Linked DNA regions of Ovis aries: region 1 is linked to region 2. A link is a contact called in public Hi-C data. All regions are on one chromosome and are shown on one strand. The core of a region is the stretch at or near the end of the contact, and the rest is flanking DNA. Distances in the headings are between cores, read along the strand shown. Region 1 overlaps ZNF704 (zinc finger protein 704). Region 2 has its middle 130 kb from the start of ZBTB10.

Region 1 (3,498 bases), core at 753-3,252, 79 kb after region 2:
CTATTACAAAGTTGCTATATTCCAGTTTTAGTGCTTATAAGCCCCTTTCTATACTTGTGGTTGGTCACACTTAGTCTTCATGACCGTCCTGAGAGAGGTTTGATAATATCTGTTTGCCTGTTTAATGGAAAAGAAGTTGATGATCAGAGAGATGAAGTGTTTTCCTGAAGTTCTCAGGCTAGCCAAGTTGAGTCTAGAATGCGGATCTTTCGATTTCTAATCAGGAAACCTTCAGTTACCACGTATCGTGTTCTCTCTTTATCCTTAGGAACAGGGGCTTCCAAACTTTTTTGACGACAGTAAGAGACACAGTTTGTACAGTAGGCACATAGGTCTGCAACTGAAACCAAAGCATCAAGGAACAGTACTCATTCTGATTATGTCCATTGTACCCTATTCTGTCCTGGTCCTTAAAGATGTGCTGTTCACAGTCATTAAAAAGATTCACAACCCACCAGTGGATTGAGACATGCAGTTTGGAAAATATTGATCTAGAAGTTTCTCAAACAATCCCCACAGGACATATGCCCAATACAAGTCCATGGTCTCAAATAGATATTATGAACCTCAGGGAATGAAGAGGAAAATAAAATGAATTCAGAAAGTGTCCCCCAACTAGAACATATTGTCTATGGATTAGGCAGTTAACTCTTGGAAATTGTTTGAAATATGATTTTAAAAACTAAAATAGCAGCATTTCAGCTACTGTGTTTCTACCATATTATGTGCATAGTAAGTTGCTTCAGTTATGCCCAACTCCTTGAGACCCCATGGACTGTAGCCTGCCCGGGTCCTCTGTCCATGGGATTCTCCAAGCAAGAATACTGGAGTGGGCTATTTCCTCCTCCTGGGATCTTCCGGACACAGAGATTGAACCTGCAACTCTTAATGTCTGTTTGCATTGGCAGGCGGGTTCTTTACCACTAACGCCACCTGGGAACCACATTGTGAGCACAGCATCTATCGCTCATAATTGTTATTGCCTTTTTATACATCAGTGTCCACCTGCCTAACCTTTGACCTAGAAGGAAGGGGCTGTACTTTAATCTCAGGGCATTGATTGTTGTGCCTGTTGGGTGCTCAATAAGTACTGGTTCACTTGATACACTAAAAGAATGAATCATGAATTGCAACCATCCTACTTTCTTGTTATTCCCACTATTCAAAATAACTTTAAGTTCAAAAGGCAATGACTTGGTCTATGTACAATCCATGCATTAAAAACAAGGACTACTCGGGACTTCTCTGGGGGTCCAGTGGTTAAGACTTCGTGCTCCCAATGCAGGGGGTGCAGGTTCAATTCCTGGTCAAGAACCTATGATCCCACACCAAAAAAAAAAAAAAAAAAAAAAAAAATTAGGGACTACAAGCTTTATCCTTTTGATATTACCCTGGGGAAATCCAGAGTCTGAATGGAGGGAGAAGTCACAAAGAAAGAGGGAGGAACATGGTTCCCAGACTCCTGAAGCGTGGGTCTGTGCCATTCAAATAAATGCCAGTTTGTAATGATTTTTTTTCTTTTCATTTGGTGACTTGACTACCTCCTAATTGAGTTGAAGCCTAAAGGCTTTACATACAAGTCTGGCCAAAGCAACTGAACTGCAATGCGAGAGTATGAATTTTGTCTCGTGGCTATGTTGGAAAGGAAAAGCTGTGATGAGCCTTCCAGCGGGGCACCTTACAAGCACTGGGGAGCTCCCTATGCTGTGAGTCTTTGCCACAGGCCAAGACCACACACTCTGAAGGCCCCAGAGAGAAAGTCTGTGCAGCTGGAAGCAACAGGGCAGACTCCAGGTCTACACGGCTGTCCTGCCTATGGGTTCTCACAGGTGCAAGTGCAGCCTCGCTCCCCAAGGAGTCAAGACCCAGGGTCTCTGGGGACTCACGGGATGCCTGCACAGCTCCAGGACCCTGCCCGATGGACTGGTATGTGAAACAGCAACTCTTCATGCCCCAGCCTTTGGGAGGGACCAGAGATGACATCAATGCCCTGTTTGTTCTCTGGGCAGACAGAGTGTGTGTACCACCAACACCATTACACATGCTGCCTGATGCTAAGAGAGATGCAGGGATGGACGGTGTTGGGTCAGTGCCATCTCTTTGTTTTTCTCTTTGAAATGAACTGGGAAAATAGGTTGTACTGCAGTCCACAGGGTTTTCTTTGGATTTTTGTTTGTGAGTAGTCATTAATAATGAAGCTACCAATTGCAAACTAAAAAACTAAAATATATTTTTAAAGTCTATTTACGTGGAGATTTAAAAATAATGTTACAACGTTTTCCAGATATTGCAGTAGTATTTATTTATTCTATGAAACAGAAATGCTTTTTAAAATTGTGAGTGAACATAATCACTTATATGTATCTGAAGAGAATGAAAAGAACATGAGCTTTCGGTTAGGCAGACCTGGGTTTGAAAGGCAGCGCTGGCCCTTTCTAACCTGCATGTGTGTGTGTTAAGCTGCTTCAGTCATTTTCGACTCTGCGCAACCCTGTGGACTGTAGCTGGCTCCTTTGTCCATGGCATTCTCCAGGCGAGAATGTTGGAGGGTATTGCCATTTCCTTCTCCAGGGGATCTTCGGGACCCAGGGATCGACCCCACCTCTCTTAGGTCTCTTGTGTTGGTGGGTTCTTCCCTGGTGGCTCAGACAGTAAAGCGTCTGTCTGCAATGCAGGAGACCCGTGTTCGATCCCTGGGTTGGGAAGATCCCCTGGAGAAGGAGATGGCAGCCCACTCCAGTATTCTTGCCTGGAAAATCCCACGGATAGAGCCTGGTAGGCTACCGTCCATGGGGTCACAAAGAGTCGGACACGATTGAGCGAGTTCACTTTCACTTTCACTTTACCACTAGTGCCACCTGGGAAGCCTTCTAACCTGCACGGCAGGGGTTAAATATATAACTTCCCTGGTCCTCAATCTCCTATCAAGACAGGAAAACAAACCATACAGGATTGCTGTGAGGATTAAATACAAGTGCAGTCAAATTAATTTATTAAATCAGCTAGATCTATTTTTTCACTTCTAATTTAATAAATACATAATTTGGGGCATGTAAATACTACGTATGTTTACATTTTAGCTTTCATGTATATTTCACATCTAGTTTTATAAACGTAAGTCAAAATCTTCTTTCCCACAACCCTTTAAGAGTCTGTGAAGCAGAAAAGAGAAAAACATAATTTTATTTTACAGATGAAAAAGTTAATTCCCACGAAGAGAGTGAGTTAACCAAACCAAGCCTGAAGTCCGATTTTTTGACTTCCAAATACTGGTAAAGTCCCAGGTGAAAGTGTTGTGAAAGCGTTAGTTGCTCAGTCCTATCCAAGTCTGCGACCCCAGGGACTATGTACAGCCTGCCAGTCTCCTCTGTCCATGGGATTCTCCAGGCAAGAGTACTGCAGTGGGTTGCCATTTCCTTCTCCAAGAATACTGGAGTGGGTTGCATTTCCTTCTCCAGGGGATCTTCCCCACCCAGAGATCGAACCCCAATCTCTTGC
Region 2 (3,631 bases), core at 492-2,991:
GTGTCAGGCTGTAAAGGTGACCTTCAGGAACTGGCTGAGCTCTGCTGTGTTCTAACCCTGACCGCGTCTCGGAATAGGACCCAGAGGGCGGGCTTACCGTCCTCGTCCCCAGGATGGGGTGTGAGGGGACCTCACTCTTCCCCGGCCAGGCGTCCGAGTGACAGTCATGCTGGCCATCATTGCTGGGAGCTGTTCCGGGCAGCAGGGAACCAGGCACCGCAGCTTAGAAAGGTGGAGTGGGGCCTGCTGTGAAAAATGCAGGCTCTTGGATATTTAAAATGTATTTTCCTTCCCATCTTTGGATGGATAGATGTAAAAGCCGTGTGATAGATGAGGCCCAGGAAAGGGGGTTGTCATCAGATGCAGAGATTCTGCCCCCAGGCGCTGAAAGGATGCTCTGGTACCGGTCATCTCTCTACTACCCGTCCTTTGCTTGGACGTAATTGGATTAAGAATCACTCTGTGGAGATCTGGACAAACCATTCTGGGCTTCTTAGGGAGGGAAAAGTATTCTGTAAATACAAAGTCTGACCTGGCTGGAAAAGAATAATTTTTAAAGCTTAGAAAACTTGGCAGCATGTGTGTGTTTGGGTCCTGAGTTTTATTAAACTAAGTGATGAATGACTTCCAGGCAATGAGGCAGAGAGGCTAGAGAGAAGTTTCCAAGTGGTTGCCAATATGTCTAGAGCAAGGACACCAAATCCAGGTTCCCCAGCTGCTTTTTTGCTACAATGCCCTTACATTGTAAAAGTTGCTCTTTTTTTCTGTGTTAACAATATTCAGACTCAGAACAGGGTTGCTGATATGTGATCTTTAAAATATTGTGCATACATGTGTCATCATTGACTCAACGGACATAAGTCTGAGCAAATTCCAAAAGATAGTGAAGGACAGGGAAGCCTGGCAAGCTGCAGTCCGTGGGGTCGCAGAGTCGGATACGATTGAGCTTCTGAACAGCAGAAACACAGTTCTGAAAGTACCTTGTTATGAAATAGTATGCATTTAAACTTTTTTTTTTTTGGAGTGTTTGTGAAGTCAACTCAGGTCTGCTTTAGAAAGTAAAACTATATTTGTGTGTTAAGGTAAAAAATTCTCAGCAAGGCAAATGTTTAAAATATTTAAGGAAACAATGACAATATAGGATAGAGGTCATTGTTGGATGGTAAATGTTTAAATTCAAAAGACATACATCAACTCTGTTCTCTCCTTTAAAACACATCTGAGCCTTAATTAAACACCTATTTTTAGCAGAAGGTTTTACTAATGTTCCACTAGAGGGCAGCATTTGATAAGGGTTTGATATATGATTCATCATGTATAGCTATCATAGAAGTTTGATTTGATTTTAAAACAATGATAGTAGTAGAAAATACGTATCCTGCTTTCATCAGCACAACTAAGGTAAAGAAGCTGTGCTGTGCTTGGTTTCAACGTGGGGTAAACAGTCCTTAAAGCAGTGTATCCTGAGTTGAATAGGGTGTGTTTGTTTTGTAGTTTTCAAGATGAAAAAGCAATCAAAGGAACTAAAAACAATTTAGGTGGTACTTTACAAGGGCTGGATTGATCCCATTGGCTTGCTAAAAAGGAGTTTGGTTGTTTTAACTCAATCTCCAACACACTATTTACCCTCCCTGGGAAACCATCCAAATTTGGCTGCATTCCATATGCTAGAAAAAGCTCGGAGCTGGAGCCAACTGTGGGTTTGACTGAGGTGGCAGAATAGCCCAAGGAGAGGTTGCAGGCTGCTTCCCAGGGGCCAGAAGTGTCCTAGCCGCACCTGTGGGGCAGTAGTGACTGGGAAGTGGCAGAGAGGTGTGCCTGGCTCTTCGATGTTAGTCAATAAAGGCTGATTTTTCTTTTACTCACTTGCTATGCAATTGTATCCTGTCTTGTGGTGCTGCTTACCTTATTACACTTTTAAAAATTAAAAAAACTCATGCACATGATAAACAAACAATGTAAGATGGAACATGATTAAAACTGCCTTTCTGACCTCCCAAACCAGACCCACTGTCCAGAGGTAACCACCAGCAATGATTTTTTTGGCATATCATGCAGAAAATGTTCTTGCAGAAAGATGCTTATATCATTATAGGTATATGTTATACAAATAGGTGCAAATTCTATAGACATTAGTCTATTCCTTGTTTTTTTCTGTTCCACAATGAATCTTGGATGGCTTCCATATCTTATGGCTTAGGTTTTCAATTTTATTTCCCTGGTAAGACATACTTCTCAATGGCAGAAACTTCATTTTTTTCCCTTTTCTTTTTTTGCCTCGTAATGTCAGAGGGACTACTGTCATCATTCTAGGTGTTTAACAACCATTTTGAGAATAAAGAAGATGTCGTGTGTACATATGTGTGTGTGTGTGTGTGTGTGTGTGCGCGCGCGCATACATGCATGCTAAGTTGCTTCAGTTTCGTCTGACTTTTTGCGACCCTATGCACTGTATCCTGCCAGGTTCCTCTCTCCGTGGCATTCTCCAGGCAAGAATACTGGAGTGGGTGGCCATGCTCTCCTCCAGGGGATCTTACCCACCCAGGAATCGAACCTGTATCTCTTACATCTCCTGTATTGGCAGGCAGGTTCTTTACTTCTAGCATCACCTGGGAAGCCTATATATGTGCTCTGTGTGTGTGTGTGTGTGTGTGTGTGTGTGTGTGTGTGTGTATACAATGGAATATTATTACTTAGCCATAAAAGAGTGAAATAATGATATTTGTTGCAACATGAAGGGAGCTAGAGATGATCATATTCGGTGAAGTAAGTCAGAGAAAGACAAATATCATGTGATATCACAAATATCATGTGATATATGTGGAATCTCAAAAAACGATGCAAATGAACTTATTTACAAGACAGAAACAGACTCACAAACATAGAAAAACAGACTCACAAACATAGAAAAACAAACGTAGGGTTACCAAAGGGAGAAGGGGAAGAGGAGGGAGAAATGAAGAGGATGGGATCAACAGATAGAGACTACAATATATAAAATAGACAAACAACAAAAACCTACTGTATAGCACACAGAACTCTATTCAATATCCTATAATAAATAAACTGTAGTAGAAAAGAATCTGAAAAGCAATGTTTATGTATTTTCTCTTTTTTTTAAAAAATATTTATTTATTTATCTTACTTTACAATATTGTATCGGTGTTGCCATACATTGACATGAATCTGCCACGGGTGTACATGTGTTCCCCATCCTGAACCCCCCTCCCACCTCCCTCCCCATCCCATCCCTCTGGGTCATCCCAGTGCACCAGCCCTGAGCATCCTGACTGTTGCATAGAACCTGGACTGGTGATTCGTTTCACATATACATGTTTCAATGCCATTCTCCCAAACCATCCCACCCTTGCCCTCTCCCACTGAGTCCAAAAGACTGTTCTATACATCTGTGTCTCTTTTGCTGTCTTGCATACAGGGTTATCATTACCATCTTTTTAAATTCCATATATATGCGTTAGTATACTGTATTGGTGTTTTCCTTTCTGGCTTACTTCACCCTGTATAATAGGCTCCAGTTTCATCCATCTCATTAGAACTGATTCAAATGCATTCTTTTTAATGGCTCATATTCCATTGTGTATATATACCACAGCTTTCTTATCCATTTGTC

The links. Hi-C and Micro-C count contacts between places; a contact is called where the count stands out from the background.
Region 1: a contact with region 2 is called in a Hi-C map of hypothalamus, with 4 times the contacts expected there. The contact joins two enhancer-like sites. A contact is called at or near these places in 5 of 16 Hi-C or Micro-C datasets (hypothalamus, mixed tissues, muscle and 1 more).

The regions. Positions count from the first base shown.
Region 1 is chr9:56,956,504-56,960,001 of ARS-UI_Ramb_v3.0, forward strand. All of the region lies in intron 4 of ZNF704 (zinc finger protein 704), which reads right to left. Among named protein-coding and RNA genes, the nearest start is that of ZNF704, 210 kb to the right of the region's middle. Within about 2 kb of position 2,003, at least 9 of the 54 cell types and tissues checked have an H3K27ac peak or open chromatin away from gene starts, as enhancers often do.
Region 2 is chr9:56,878,065-56,881,695 of ARS-UI_Ramb_v3.0, forward strand. No RefSeq gene overlaps it. Among named protein-coding and RNA genes, the nearest start is that of ZBTB10, 130 kb to the left of the region's middle. Within about 2 kb of position 1,742, at least 5 of the 54 cell types and tissues checked have an H3K27ac peak or open chromatin away from gene starts, as enhancers often do.